Linked DNA regions of Mus musculus: all the other regions are linked to region 1. Evidence: chromatin contacts called from public Hi-C and HiChIP or PLAC-seq data. All regions are on one chromosome and are shown on one strand. The core of a region is the stretch at or near the end of the contact, and the rest is flanking DNA. Distances in the headings are between cores, read along the strand shown.

Region 1 (2,598 bases), core at 70-2,569:
TTCATTATTTCCTCATTCCTCTTTGCCCCTGGCCCTTTTCTCCTCCTCCCTGCTCTGAACACAGCCTTACACACAGGAAGCAGGGGCCTCCCTCTGAGCAGTATCCTCAGCCACAAGACCTTCCTCTCTCTGCTTATTGTCCCCACCTTAGTTTACCCATGCATCCAACGAACCCACCTTCCATGCTTAATCCGGGCAATTTTTCAGTTTGCGACTTGTCTGTAGAGAAAGGCCCGTGCAGGTTTTTACACAGTGACTGTATGAGGTGTAGCATTGTAAACCCCTGAGCAGCGTAAGCACTGTCACGTGACTATGCTACTTCTCTTCCCCTTCATTAACGTGACTTCACTCTAATAAATTAAGCACAGTGAACCCAAAGTTGGGTTCTGTTCCAGAAGCGTGGAAGGGTGGGAGAAGGGTAGAGGGCCAGACCAGTAGGAAATCATCAAGCTGATGCTCGATTTCCTTTGTTTGTATTGAGGTAGAGAACAAATCCAGGAAGAAAGAGAAGATGAAGAAAACCAGCCTACCACAGGGAGTGTATTCATCAATACCCTGATGCTAATCTCTGCTTGTTATACCAAGCCTTTGCTAAAGCATTGCACAGCCTCCTGGGATATGGAGCATGGCTTCACCACATAGAGGCTTTGCTCTGCTTCATTTCATCCTTCAATCCATGGACTTCTTAGCTGTGCCTCCTTCAGGACGATGGGAGAACATTTATGTTGTAAGCCTAGGTGAATATTTTCAGACTGTTCCACGACATTTTTAAGTCTTGATGTTTCTCAAATGTATTGGTTCCTTAACTTACAGATTCAGATATTTAGCAGAGATCGATGAACTACCATTAGTATTGGCCTTTGAGTTGTTAGATTGCCTCTGAGAATTCAGTACCATATATGACAGACATGGATGGTGCTCTATATTGTGGGAAACAGCAATTACCGAGAAGCTGGGGAAGCCTGGAGATAAGGGAAGTGCCCAGTTCCGTGGAAGAATGTGGTGTTCCCAGCAGAAGCAGCTTTACCCTACCTGCTGCCTGGAGGGATCACAGGACAGTCACTTAGGGCCACTTCGAGGATTTGGTAGGACAGTTGCATTTCTACGGAGTATTTCCTGTTTGACATTCAGTAAATACCCAACAAGTGCCACTTACAATAACTGCATGAGTGATTTTATGTTATGAATAGTTTTATTGTTTTGAGTTTCACTTCTTAAAATTCTCTTTGCTTTAACTCTCAGCAATTATGTGTTTCACTTCTGACTCAAAACTTCTGACTCAGCCGAGTCAAACAGATAGCACAAGAAGCAGAGGGTCAGCACCACTTCACAGACTGTCTCAGTGTGAGTATGAAGACATTTAAAGATCTTTTACCATAACAAAAGGCAGGCTATGAAGCTGGAACAAATGAGGCCCGGTATCATGGAAATATCATGCTTGCCTCTAGAGCCCCAAATCCTAAAATAAGCAGAGAATAAAAGTTGATCTCCAAATTTAGAAAAGATGCTTCTAGTAAGACTTCCTCCCATGGTTTATTAAAGTAGCTGCAGAACACTACTTGCAATTTATAATGGGCCACATTACACACATAATAGTTCAAATGCAGTCACATTCCTTAGAATGCAAGTTATGCTCAATACTCTATTGTGCTTCAGCCCAACAATGAAGAACTCTATGGCAGTGTTTCTCTCTTCTGTCAATGAAGGGAAGTAGGTACACTAATACATATCCCTGAATGCTTTTTATTCATTCTAGACATCACTGCAAAGTACCCTGGACTGTCTTAGCTTGAGATCTGGGGCTAACTACTAATACTCTCCATTTCAATGTGACTGCAGTGGAGCTGGTCAAGCCACATTGAGTGATGAGAGGAAATATAACCCTTGATGAGAATCTGGTTATGTCAGGGGTGAGATGCTAGCAAGGACTATAGGTATTGGTAAAGAAAACTGTGGGCTGCAGAGATGGCTGTGGAGGAAGAGAGCATGTACAAACACAGGACCTGAGTTCAATCCCTAGCCCTCTCATAAAAAGCTTAATATGTCCACTTATGTATTTCTAGGGAATGGAGACTAAAGTGTTGCTGGATCCTTTTGTCCACTATCATAGCTCCAGGTCTAGTGAGAGGCCTTGTCAAAAATGGATTAAGGTGGAGCGTAATCAAATAGGGTGCCCAATGTCTTCATTTAGACTCTGTACATGTGCCTGTATGTAACCCCTATGCACATGCAACTTCATAGAGACACAGACATAATCTATTAAACTGTTTGATATCATTGGGGTGTGTATCATGCAATGGCTTAAATGGACAAAATTCCTTAAAGGCTCACATGCATGAAAACTTGTTTCCATTGAATGATACTGCTTTGGAAGTTTTCAAAGCTTTAGGGAGTGGGGCCTTGTGGGATGAAGTAGGTCACTGGAGGAGGACTTCAGATTACACCTGGGCATCTTCTTGTTCATTTTTTGATTGTGTACATATTGTGGAAAGCCACCTTCTGCTCCTAACACCATACATTCCCTTCCCAAATGGATCATATCCTCCTGGAACTCTGACATCAAATAAAGCCTTCCTTCCTCCCTTAAGTTGCTTGTAT
Region 2 (2,598 bases), core at 34-2,533, 480 kb before region 1:
TTAAGTCAAAGTACTTTCATAAATGTTAAAAATATAGTGAAAACTATGCTGTTATTTATGGGAAATAATACAAAATGAAATAAACATGCTAAAATATGCAACCTTTTGAAAATTTACTTTTTCGTTCTGGTACCAGCAACTAATGTCAGGGCTTTACTCTTGTTGAGCACGCTCTTCCCCACTGAATTATGTTTGCTTGCTTTGGGGAGCGTTCTCCTGAAGCATTAAAAATTGCCCCATCTCTATTTTCCGAAGACATAAGTGATATCTGTTTTTACATGTCTAAAATATGATTGTTGTGTTAAGGGGAGCCTGAGGCCCTGAGCTGAGCCTTTTGACCCTCATGGTGGAAGTCCTGATTTTTGCAAGTTATCCTCTGAGCATCACATGTGCACCATGGCTCGCATGTACTCCACCCACCCCACACAGTGAATGGATAGACATAATTAAAAAAAATAAAATTGGGATATATTTTATAATAGAATGAAAAAAAAGTTCATTCTATCTGATCGAAAAATGTCTCTGGATTTATTCAGGAACTCAGCCTTTCCAACTCCACCCCTAAACCAAGCAGCATTTTTTTTTAAATATCTACATACAGTCTTTTCATTTGCAAATTGATAATATTTTATTCTTCCCTCACGGAAATGTGGCAAAGATAAAATAATTTAGTGTGTAGAAAACACTTAACAAGTACCACAGAACTGAAACTAAGTCCCTACAGCTTCAAGTATGGAAGGTAAATTATTTGAAACTTTTGAATTATGAACCTGTGTGTTATAATCAAAGATTTTTATGCTATTGGGTTTTTGACATCTACAGGTTGCTATTAAGTCAACATGTTCCAAGAAAGTAGAGGTCTTATCCATAATAAAAAAATAGTCCTTAACTTGTAAGAAACTAATGACTGCTTGGCAGTTGTGACACATGCCTAAATTCCCAGCATTCATGAGGCAGAGACAGTCATACATCTGTAGTGAGAGGTTGGGTTTCCGTAAAAACTCAGTTATGTTATATAAACATGGTTTTGTGTTAATCCCAGGTGTGAGCTATGGGGCTGCTTCAGACTGTCCACAGTGGCAGGCTGTGTGCTTCCGGTGTGCTCTAGCCGGGCTGTAATTGTGCCAGCTGCAGATAGGGTAATTCTGAGGACTCTGGCTGGAGAGACGACTCAGTGGTTAAGAGCACTGAGTGCTCCTCCGGAGTTCAATTCCCAGGAGTTGCTGTTCCTGCTCGTGCTGCCGCTATTGCTGGTTGGATATATCCATCCTTGGATCACAAGGACGCTGGACTTCGGGCATAGGTCATTAGTCATTGTCACACTCTAGTTTGTGAAGTTTCTGAGTATTCTGGTTAGTGATGTCAAAATCCCTGGCTGTCAGCCAGCGAGAAACAGAAACCAAGAGAGGGATTTTCGTTCTTTGTGCCTTTTTGTCCCCAAACTAGTAGTCTCCTCAGAGTGACATGAAGATGTGTACGCAGAAGCACCGAGGAGACTTACAAAGTTACTACCATAACAGAAGCTTGGGATAGAAGGCTAGCTAGCCAAAGTCAAAGAAACAGACAAGCTCTAGGCCTGTATTGAGAGTGGGACCAAGACAATTTCTAATGGACTGAAAATGCAGTGCATGAAGTAAATGGCAGATAACTCATGTGTTGTGGCCCAGTCCCCTGGAAAGATGGAATTGTCATTAACAGGACCAGTTTTAGATGTGATGTCAAGAGATCCTCAGGCAGTGTTGTTAGCTAGCCTTTGAGGCTAGCCGCGTTGAACTTCAGGGGAGATGGCTGCCGGGAGGTACCATGACGGCGCCATGAGCATCGAGAATGTTAGCAGAGTTGTGATTGGATGAATCAGTCAGTCAGTGAAAGTAGCTCAAGAAGGGCAATGGTCCACTGACCAAAGCAATGACGTTATACAAGGTCTAGGTAACCAGGTGGATTCTGCAAAGGGGCCAAGGAAGGAGTATGTGTTTAAGCAGGAGAAGAACTTGATAGTAGAGTTTGTTGTTGGAGAAACTGCATGCAGCACAGGGTCCAGGAGATGGGATTGAAGCTGTGTGTCAAGTGGTGCTGAGAAAGAGACTAAAATGAAGTTAGCTGTTGAGCTCAGGTACTCACCACCACTCCTGGATTATTCAGTGTTGGGGACTGAACCCAGTGCTTGGTACGTGGTAGACAGCTACTCTATCCACCATGCTCCATCCCTGGACACTAATGATAGGATTGAACATAAAGTCATTGAAAAGAGCTGTTCTCACCCCAGCCTACTTTTATTTAAAACAACCATGTCCAGTGTTACTTACAAGTACGTAAGGACTATGTCCCCATTATTTGCTTTGCTGAATGTCCAATGCGATCCTAGCATTAGTTATTGAGAGGCAGCTATGCTTTTCACCGATGTGGTACCGAGCATTAGTTACTAAATGCAGAAGTCAGCATGGGCTGCTCTTCCAGTAACCCTACCTCTTTTTTTGTAACTGCTGCCCTGAAAAAAAAATGGGGTGGGACTTTGTTGGCAGCTGTGGTTACCATTTCAAATAATTGACCCTGGAAAATGGTTAAGTCATTAAGCCTTTCTTTCCCCTTTTATATAAT
Region 3 (2,598 bases), core at 71-2,570, 330 kb before region 1:
TGGGAGTTAATTTTTAACAAAGATTTATTTTCATGTAAGGATACATATTTGTCTCAGTGTCTGTATGGCAGGTGTATGCAAGAACCCGTGGTATCGGATCTCCTGGAGCTGAAGTTATGTGCAGCTGTGAACCATATAACTTGGGTGCTGGGAATCGAACTCAGATCCTCAGAAAGAGCAGCAAAAGAGCTCCTAACAGGTGCTCCATCTTTCAGATCATACGTTTTTACTTGTTTCTACCAACACTCCTCTCTTAGACACAGGACTAAGAACGATTTATTCTTTACTAGAATAAAGGGGATAACTAATTAAATAACTAACGAATAAGTTAAAAAATGGTCACCCATTATTGACTCTTCTAAGGAGTCCATCCGTGTTATGTTTCCTCAAAGAACTCAGGGCCGTTTAGATTCTCTCCAAGCAAAGAGAGATCGTTTCTGCCTTAGAATAGGAAGAAGCAATGGTGACCACAATCCCCAGGATCAGAAGACCATAGAGTCATGGTAAGTTTTTAAAGTTAATAGAAAGGTAACTTCAGTGTTAAAATGGGGCCAAATAGGGATAATGGCTGCCGGGCGCCTTTGGGCTTTCCTGACTTCTCTCAGCTGCTCTCTGCTACATCCTGATGGAACCAGATCGATGACTGTGCACAGATTGCACATGCAAACATTTTCACTTGGCTCCCGACAAGAATTAAACAAACATCAACGGATGCCTAACATGTTTTCTTGAGGGCTTTTCTAGATTTTCATCGGAGGCTACGAGTTTCGTTAAAACATTCATGATTTCACTGTGCGATTTTTTTTTTTTTTCGGAAGAGCTCAGCGGAATGGGCAGACTGGGAGTTCCAGAGACTGGGAGCCAGAACTTGGAAGTCACTGTCCACCTTAAAACATCCACTGGGAGGGGAGGCGTGCAGGTGGGGCTGTGTCTTAGTTGCTGTGGTTTACGGGTGCCACAGTTACTTTTCCGCTGTTCTCTCTTCCAACACCGCTCGAACTCTCTTCAAGCTGCTTCCCTTTTTAAGACCCTGTTTCTCGCTTCCCCTTCCCTCTGGTTCCTCCCCGTGTTATTCCTCCCTTCCCCCAACCTTATTTTTGTGACTTTTCCCTCATAACAGACTCATCCCCTGCTCTGCTTAGAAACTAGTCTTTTTGTTTTTCTATGGGTCCCACTGCTTTGCTTTGCAAAGAACTGGGAATTTGTTTACACAGTTATGTTTGCACACTAAAAGCCTGCTTACTTGAATTGGCTCCCACTGTGAGACAACCTCCACTTCTGCTGCTTACATTTTTCCTACACAGGAGACATTCACAGGGCACCCAGCTGCACAAGGTGGCGCTATGTGCTCACCGACCACACATTCTAATAGTAGCTTGGTCTTGATCAGAACAAAGCTCTTTGTTTTTGTTTGCTTGTTTGTTTGTTTTTTTGTTTGTTTGTTTGTTTTAAAAAAAGAAAAGCAGCATTCTCATATAGGCAGAAGATGGCAATGTTTCCTGTTCTCTGACATGTTTCCTCAGTGTGTGTGGAGTTAATTATTGCTCCTTGGATGTGGGCTTGCAGTCTCAAACCTCCTATACCCCTTTTAGAAATGTAAAGCTCTAAAGAGAGATCCATTTGCTGGGTGCAGTTGCCCCTTTAATGTCAGCACTTGGGAGGCAGAAGCAGGCAGATCTCCAGGAGTTTGAAGACAGTCTGGTCTATATAACAAGCTCCAGGTCAGCAAGGCTATATAATGTCTCAAGGAAAGAAAAAAAATAATGATAATTACTTTCAGCAAATTGTTTATATGAAGGTCGAAATATAAATGCCAACAGTGGCTCCTCCTTAAACCTCTTCCTTAAACTACCAAAACTACTGCTGACCCATAGGTTTTCCCATTTCTCTCTAGGCATGTCCTGGATAAAACTTGGACCTCACACTTCCTCAGATCCCATCAGCTTCTTCACCCTGAAACTCCCACAGTGGACCGCCTACCCCCACCCCAAGAAGACCCAGAGAACTGTCACAGTGTTGTGGGCTCCCATTCCCATACTACATGGGTGGCACAGGCCAATTCTTTTGCTTCTCCTGCAGTGCTTAATTATACACAGACTGAAGAGCTAGGGATCGGAGGAGTAGAGATACCCAGAAGGCCCATTTTCAATAGCTAGGGTCTGAAAAGACGTCCAGGACATGATTACCACATGGCCCTGGTTGTCTGACTCATAGAGTACACTTTGTGGAATGTTGACTTAGTAAAGAAAATTAAAAAATAAAAATAAAAACCATTGGATTTCTCAGGGATTGAAGATTAAACAAAGTAATAAAGACATATATTTATAATAACAGTATAACAAGCCACATTATTGCATATGCTAGAGTTTATATAAGTCAAGTAATAGATTTGTAGGTAAGTCACAATGCCAAACAAGATCATGCAAGCATGTTATGTGTTACGAACCAGGATTAGTTCCCTGGGGCCTCTGATTTGTGGGACTTCCTCATAGCGCTCAGCTGAGGTGCTGCATGCCACCTGTGCTGAGGCTTGCCTCTGCTACACAGTTTCCAGGGTCTTGTCAATAAGTACTGACATGTTCATGCCATGCTAACCTG
Region 4 (2,598 bases), core at 43-2,542, 280 kb before region 1:
CACAATGAGTTATCTGGGAAGAAGACTTTGGAGACCAGCACCAGAGTGCAGATCTAGGTTAATTCAGGATTTCACTGGCATATGTATACATACTTCATTCAGTCAGCTATAGTCCAATAATCTTGAATGGTGTGCAACTGTGTAATGTGAGGGTGTACGTGAGGAACAGCATGTCCTAGCAGTGTGTTTGTGGACAGAGGGCAGGAAGCAGGCAATGCCCTGGGCTTGGCACCATTTTGTGTGTCTCTGGTATGTCGGACCCCATTATGTGTCATGTACTTCTGGAGACTCAGGTCTGCTCAAGCAGCTGGAGGAACCGGTTGTGCTTCTCACATCTTCTGTCTTTTAGAGACACCATCTGGACAGAGACTGTGCCCTCAGACCCTGCTGAGGTTGAAAACAAAACAAAAGAACCCCAAGCCCCAATTCTCCCAGCGTTTCCTTCTTTGTCCCCACCAAACTATCATTGAGTCACATTTTGAGAACTCTTGCTTGCCCAAGCTGCACTTTTTCTACTAGGAAATGCAGTTAATGTGAAGCCATTTGATGATCTTAAGAGTCCCTAGAGGATGTGGGGTTGCTCCCCACTCCAGGCCCAGCCAAATCAGACCCTTGACTGTATTGACGAAATGTCTCTCTCCTCTTATCTTGTTGGTTTAAGATAAGCTGATACAGAATTGGATCTACATTTTTCAATGCTGTTAAAATTGGTTCTAAGTCGGGGAACATGTTACCCTTTTACCACCCAGAGGCAAACAAGTTCCAGAAGAGGAGCAAGCCAGTGGTTGACGTTGTGCTCCTCAGTATTCTAGTACTTGGCTTTCAGTATCAAGGTGCAGCAAGCCGCTGGCACTCCATCCATGGCTTCTGTCTTCTAGGAAGGAATAAGACATTTTCTATGGAGATAATGTCATCCACTTTGTCTAGAACTTCACAAGATGGCAGTAAGAGAACAAATCATACAATATTTGAGCAGGTTAGTTTTTCACGCTAGTGAAATTGATTTAGATTACTTAGGATAAGAACAGCTACTTGGTGATGCAGACTCATCTCTCCCATGACTGAAAGAGGCTAAGTAGGCATTCTCCTCTCCTCTCTTCTCCTCTCCTCTCCCCTCTCTTACCCTCCCTTCTCCTCCCTTTCTTCTCTTTCTTAAGAATGTCTCATGTAGCTCAGTCTGCCTCCAACTTTCCATGTAGCCAAAGATGCTCTTTGACTTTTGATCTTCTTGCCTTTACCTCTCAAGTGCTGGGATTAAAGGGGATCAAGCTCAGGGTGTTGTGCATTCCAGGCAAACATTCTACTCACCGAGCTATAGCCCCAGCCCACAGGCATTCTTTCCTTATATCCTTTGGTCTTGTATTTGCCCTAAGGAATAAATCTCCTGTTTTTGACCATTGTTTTTGCTGCAAAAACTACGAATAAAGCCGCTCTACTGACTATAAAAATGTAGAGATGTTTCATCTGGAAATTAGTCTTGTTAGCCTACTTTTCTGTTTGTTTTTGTTCCTGTGGTCTGTGTATCCACAGAGCATTCTTCAGCTTCCTCATTTCCCTGCTCCTCTCTAGAGATTGCTAGTTACTCAGTCAGAACAGCCTTTTCTCTGCCTTGCAACCAGAATGAGTCACACTCACTTCCAGATTCTTGAATCATAGGGTTATGAATCTTTTACTTCTTGAAAAATCTTCTCCTGTAAGTTTTCAAGAGGGAGCATTTAGTAAGCAATTTTCTTTCCTGCTAGGTCCTTGCCCTGTTCCCAAGCCATGTGATTTGTCTAGAACGTTGCCTTTTCTTTTCTAATGTTGGGTGCATGACTCCAGTTCACCTCTTCTGTTTTCATCTCCTGTCTAGTGTTGCTTCAAGGATAGTAAACAACTCAACCAAACTCTTTTACTGAGACTGTTGCCAGGGGCATTGCAGATCTTTCCCACCCCCACATACAGGGGGAGGGAGGATAGGGAGTAGATGACCTCATAGGTGGCAAAAGAGTTATAGAGCAGGTGGGGTGAAAGCATTCTTAAGCAAAGCCTTCCAGTGTCTGCTTACTAGTGCTGCTGAAAGAGGCTGAGCTCTGAGTAGACATCCCAGGAAAGGATTAGACTCCAGGAGAACTAATCTCAAGATTTCTCTGCTTCTTTTCCTCATCTCAGTCCATAAACAACCCAGAGAAAATGGATCAGAACATGACTGCACTTCTGGGAAAGGGAACAGCAGAATGGGACATGGATCAATTAGTTTGAGAGGAGTATGAGGAACGGCATGTTTATAATATTTGGAAGGAAGTTAACATCAGTTAGTAATTTCTCTGTTCCCCAGAACGTGATCTTTGAACAACTCTGAAGGCAACCAGTTCTCCAAGATTAGTAAGGACCCTGATCTAATTAATCTAAAGTTAATTATTATTTAATTTACATGGCAAAGGAAAGGAGGAGGAATTTTACACTTGCCACTCGTGGTAGGTGTATATATGTTCTGTTCTGTTTCACCCTACACAGAATTTGTAATAAAGAAAGAAGAGATGCATTTTCAAAGCTACAACTGTGTAAGGGCTATGGAAATATAAAGAAACTGGAACAAAGTCCCTATTGTATAGGAAA
Region 5 (2,598 bases), core at 45-2,544, 260 kb after region 1:
ATTTTTTCTTTAAAAAAATATATATATAGGATTACATTGATGGATTTCTGTATATTGAACTAGCCTGTATCCCTCGGATGAAGCCTCCTTGATCATGGTAAGTGATCATTTTGATGTGTTCTGTGATTCAGTTTGTGAGAAATCTTTTGAGTATTATTTCATTGATGTTCATAACTGAAATTGTTCTGAAGTTCTCTTTCTTTGTTGGGTTTAGATATCAGAATAACAGTGGCTTCATAAAAATAATTAGTTAGTGTTCCTTCTGTTTCTATTTTGTGGAATAGTTTGAGGTGTATTGGTATTAGGTCTTCTTTGAAGGTCTGATAGACTTCTACACTAAAACCCTAAAATCATCTGGCCCTGGGTTTTTTGTTGTTTTGTTTTGTTTTGTTGTTTTTTTCAGCCTTTTAATGACTGCTTCTATTTTCTTAGAGGTTATAGGACTGTTTAGATAGTTATAAACATAAAAGAATAAAACTAAAGCTAAGAAGGATCAGTAAGAGTAATGGTTTATTTCATTATTATGTTAGCTGGCCATATGATAAAGCATTTAATATAGTGATGAACACAAAGGATGTCCCCCCACCATGTGCCAGGAGAGACAAAATCAAGCAATAAGCATTTCTGTATTACTTTCAACCTTCTAATTTTTCTTTTTTTTTCTTTTTGATTTTTTGATTTTGTTTTATTTTGGTTTGGTTTGGTATTTTTGGTTTTTTGAGACAGGGTTTCTTTGTCCTGGAACTCATTCTGTAGACCAGGCTGGCCTCAAACTCAGAAATCCTCCTGCCTCTGCCTCCCAAGTGCCGGGATTAAAGGCATGTGCCACCACTGCCCAGCCTAATTTTTCTTTATATTACTGGACAATGAGACTTTTTTTTTCTAACTAGGGACACTGCATGATACTTTCATGTTGTAGGGAGAGGGAAAGTCAGGCTAACTTGGGTATGCTATGTTCCCTTAGAGCAAATTAGAGCAAGGTCATGAGAGATAAACAGAGCCAAGCCTGGGAGCAGTTGTGCTTCACTGGGTTTTCTGTTCCTTAATTGGTTTGGAGTGCTGTGGTTCCTTTAAAATATGGGGGAGGTTATTCTACTGAGTGGTGAGTAACTCTGGCCATAGCTACAGGAACAAACAAAACAACAAAAAGCTTAGGGGAAAAAAAAACCCACAAGCACTCAGACTGAAAAAGTAACCAAGCCAAAAATGCCATTTGACTATTGCAAAATGATCGGGCACACACTGAAAGCCAAACATGCTTACAAGTTCAGCAAGCCCCAAATATGCCATGTCATTAGTGTCTTTCCTTCCAAGTATTCTGTCCACATACTCTGAGCTGTTTACCACAAAGAAAAGATGCATCACCTTGTTAAATCATTTCTAAAGCAGGAGGGGAGAAGGAAAAGAAAAAAAAGAAGGGGATAAGTGGGGTGAGGGGAGGGGCTGTGAGAGAGGACCAGGAAGAGGGCAGTGGTCTATGATTAGAGTATTAAAATGAATAAATTAATTAGTTAATGAAAAGGGAAAAGGTGGGAAAGGGAAGGAGTAAGGAAGGAAAAATTAGGAAAAAGGAAACAGGGGGTAGGGAAGGAGAAAGGGAACAAAGAGAATTACTGGAAAAAAATACAATAAAAAGTTTTCAAGTGACTTAATGTGAAATTTTCAAAAAACCTCCATGCTCCACCAGATAAATATTTCTGCATATTCTCAGAAATGGGTCACACTTCCCACATACTTAAAAACATCCTTTACAGTTAATCTATCAATAGCAACCCTACCAGACATTTTATCTTAAAATTTGTCTTGGGCCTGAAGACAGCGTGGTAGTAAAAACCTTGTACAGATCTCCATCAGCCAGGTGAAACAGCTTGGTGTGCTGAGACACTTGCCACCCTAGCCTAGGGAGGGGAAGCTGGAAAAGTCTCAAGATTCGCTGGCCAGCCAGACTAGCCAGTCTGTGAAGAGACCCTGCCTCAGACAATAAGGTAGAGAACAACTGAGCTTGACATTTTGATGCCAACCTCTGTCATCCACACATACACATGTAGGCACATACGTAGCATAGACATGTGTACAAACACACACATGTACACACACATACATATACAATTCTTTGTCCTTTCATTTTTATATGGCTTGTTCGGAAGGAACCAAGAAAGGAAACATAACAAAGCTATGTGAACACAAAGACTGTTTGTTGGACATTCTCCAAACCCAGCTGTAAACATCCACTCTTTGTTCGAATCCTTACAGCCACCTACCCAGTCACATGACAGCAGCATGACCAGCTTTGTCCACCAGAGCTCTTTGCATGGAAATGTACTAAATGTACTAAATGGACATACCAGCCACACTTCTTTCAATGACAAGAAACTGATCAAGTAGAAAATGTGGGAAAGTGGACATTCAGGCTAACTGTCTCCCTGTCTTTAATTGAAGCATTGTCTACTTCTCTGAATTAAACTGTCAGTTTAATTCAAGCTAGCTGAGCTGTTTATCATCCAGGAAAAAATCTAGTAGATGCTGAAGATATGCCAGATTACATTTCTACAGATCTTCTTTGTATGTTTAATCTTTTTTTTCTCCCTCCCTACTTCA

The links. A called contact is a pair of places that touch in the nucleus more often than the background predicts. HiChIP or PLAC-seq counts read pairs in DNA pulled down with a chosen protein or histone mark.
Region 2: an H3K4me3 HiChIP or PLAC-seq map of bone marrow-derived macrophages shows a contact between it and region 1, with 5 times the contacts expected there. The contact joins two enhancer-like sites. A contact is called at or near these places in 1 of 39 promoter capture datasets (pre-B cells) and 2 of 115 datasets of contacts at active chromatin or transcription factors (CD8 T cells and bone marrow-derived macrophages).
Region 3: an H3K4me3 HiChIP or PLAC-seq map of bone marrow-derived macrophages shows a contact between it and region 1, with 5 times the contacts expected there. The contact joins two enhancer-like sites. A contact is called at or near these places in 1 of 15 datasets of contacts at CTCF or cohesin (the NIH/3T3 cell line), 1 of 484 Hi-C or Micro-C datasets (bone marrow-derived macrophages) and 2 of 115 datasets of contacts at active chromatin or transcription factors (bone marrow-derived macrophages and large pre-B cells).
Region 4: a contact with region 1 is called in a Hi-C map of bone marrow-derived macrophages, with 37 read pairs. The contact joins two enhancer-like sites. A contact is called at or near these places in 3 of 15 datasets of contacts at CTCF or cohesin (CD8 T cells, the NIH/3T3 cell line and large pre-B cells), 3 of 484 Hi-C or Micro-C datasets (bone marrow-derived macrophages, embryonic fibroblasts and nephron progenitors) and 9 of 115 datasets of contacts at active chromatin or transcription factors (the 230-238 cell line, the NIH/3T3 cell line, T-cell acute lymphoblastic leukemia and 6 more).
Region 5: a contact with region 1 is called in an H3K4me3 HiChIP or PLAC-seq map of the 230-238 cell line, with 14 read pairs. The contact joins two enhancer-like sites. A contact is called at or near these places in 1 of 15 datasets of contacts at CTCF or cohesin (the NIH/3T3 cell line), 1 of 484 Hi-C or Micro-C datasets (cerebellum) and 2 of 115 datasets of contacts at active chromatin or transcription factors (the 230-238 cell line and bone marrow-derived macrophages).

Annotation. Positions count from the first base shown.
Region 1 is chr12:35,551,987-35,554,584 of GRCm38.p6, reverse strand. No RefSeq gene overlaps it. Among named protein-coding and RNA genes, the nearest start is that of Ahr, 18 kb to the right of the region's middle. Within about 2 kb of position 1,319, at least 43 of the 459 cell types and tissues checked have an H3K27ac peak or open chromatin away from gene starts, as enhancers often do. A contact at or near this core is called in the 230-238 cell line, CD8 T cells, Th17 cells and 1 more, where this site is marked.
Region 2 is chr12:36,035,621-36,038,218 of GRCm38.p6, reverse strand. All of the region lies in intron 1 of Tspan13 (tetraspanin 13), which reads left to right. Among named protein-coding and RNA genes, the nearest start is that of Tspan13, 5.6 kb to the left of the region's middle. Within about 2 kb of position 1,283, at least 69 of the 459 cell types and tissues checked have an H3K27ac peak or open chromatin away from gene starts, as enhancers often do. A contact at or near this core is called in CD8 T cells and bone marrow-derived macrophages, where this site is marked.
Region 3 is chr12:35,883,808-35,886,405 of GRCm38.p6, reverse strand. No RefSeq gene overlaps it. Among named protein-coding and RNA genes, the nearest start is that of Agr3, 41 kb to the left of the region's middle. Within about 2 kb of position 1,320, at least 32 of the 459 cell types and tissues checked have an H3K27ac peak or open chromatin away from gene starts, as enhancers often do. A contact at or near this core is called in bone marrow-derived macrophages, where this site is marked.
Region 4 is chr12:35,832,490-35,835,087 of GRCm38.p6, reverse strand. No RefSeq gene overlaps it. Among named protein-coding and RNA genes, the nearest start is that of Gm40388, 87 kb to the right of the region's middle. Within about 2 kb of position 1,292, at least 100 of the 459 cell types and tissues checked have an H3K27ac peak or open chromatin away from gene starts, as enhancers often do. A contact at or near this core is called in the 230-238 cell line, Th17 cells and bone marrow-derived macrophages, where this site is marked.
Region 5 is chr12:35,293,442-35,296,039 of GRCm38.p6, reverse strand. No RefSeq gene overlaps it. Among named protein-coding and RNA genes, the nearest start is that of Mir680-3, 100 kb to the right of the region's middle. Within about 2 kb of position 1,294, at least 87 of the 459 cell types and tissues checked have an H3K27ac peak or open chromatin away from gene starts, as enhancers often do. A contact at or near this core is called in the 230-238 cell line and bone marrow-derived macrophages, where this site is marked.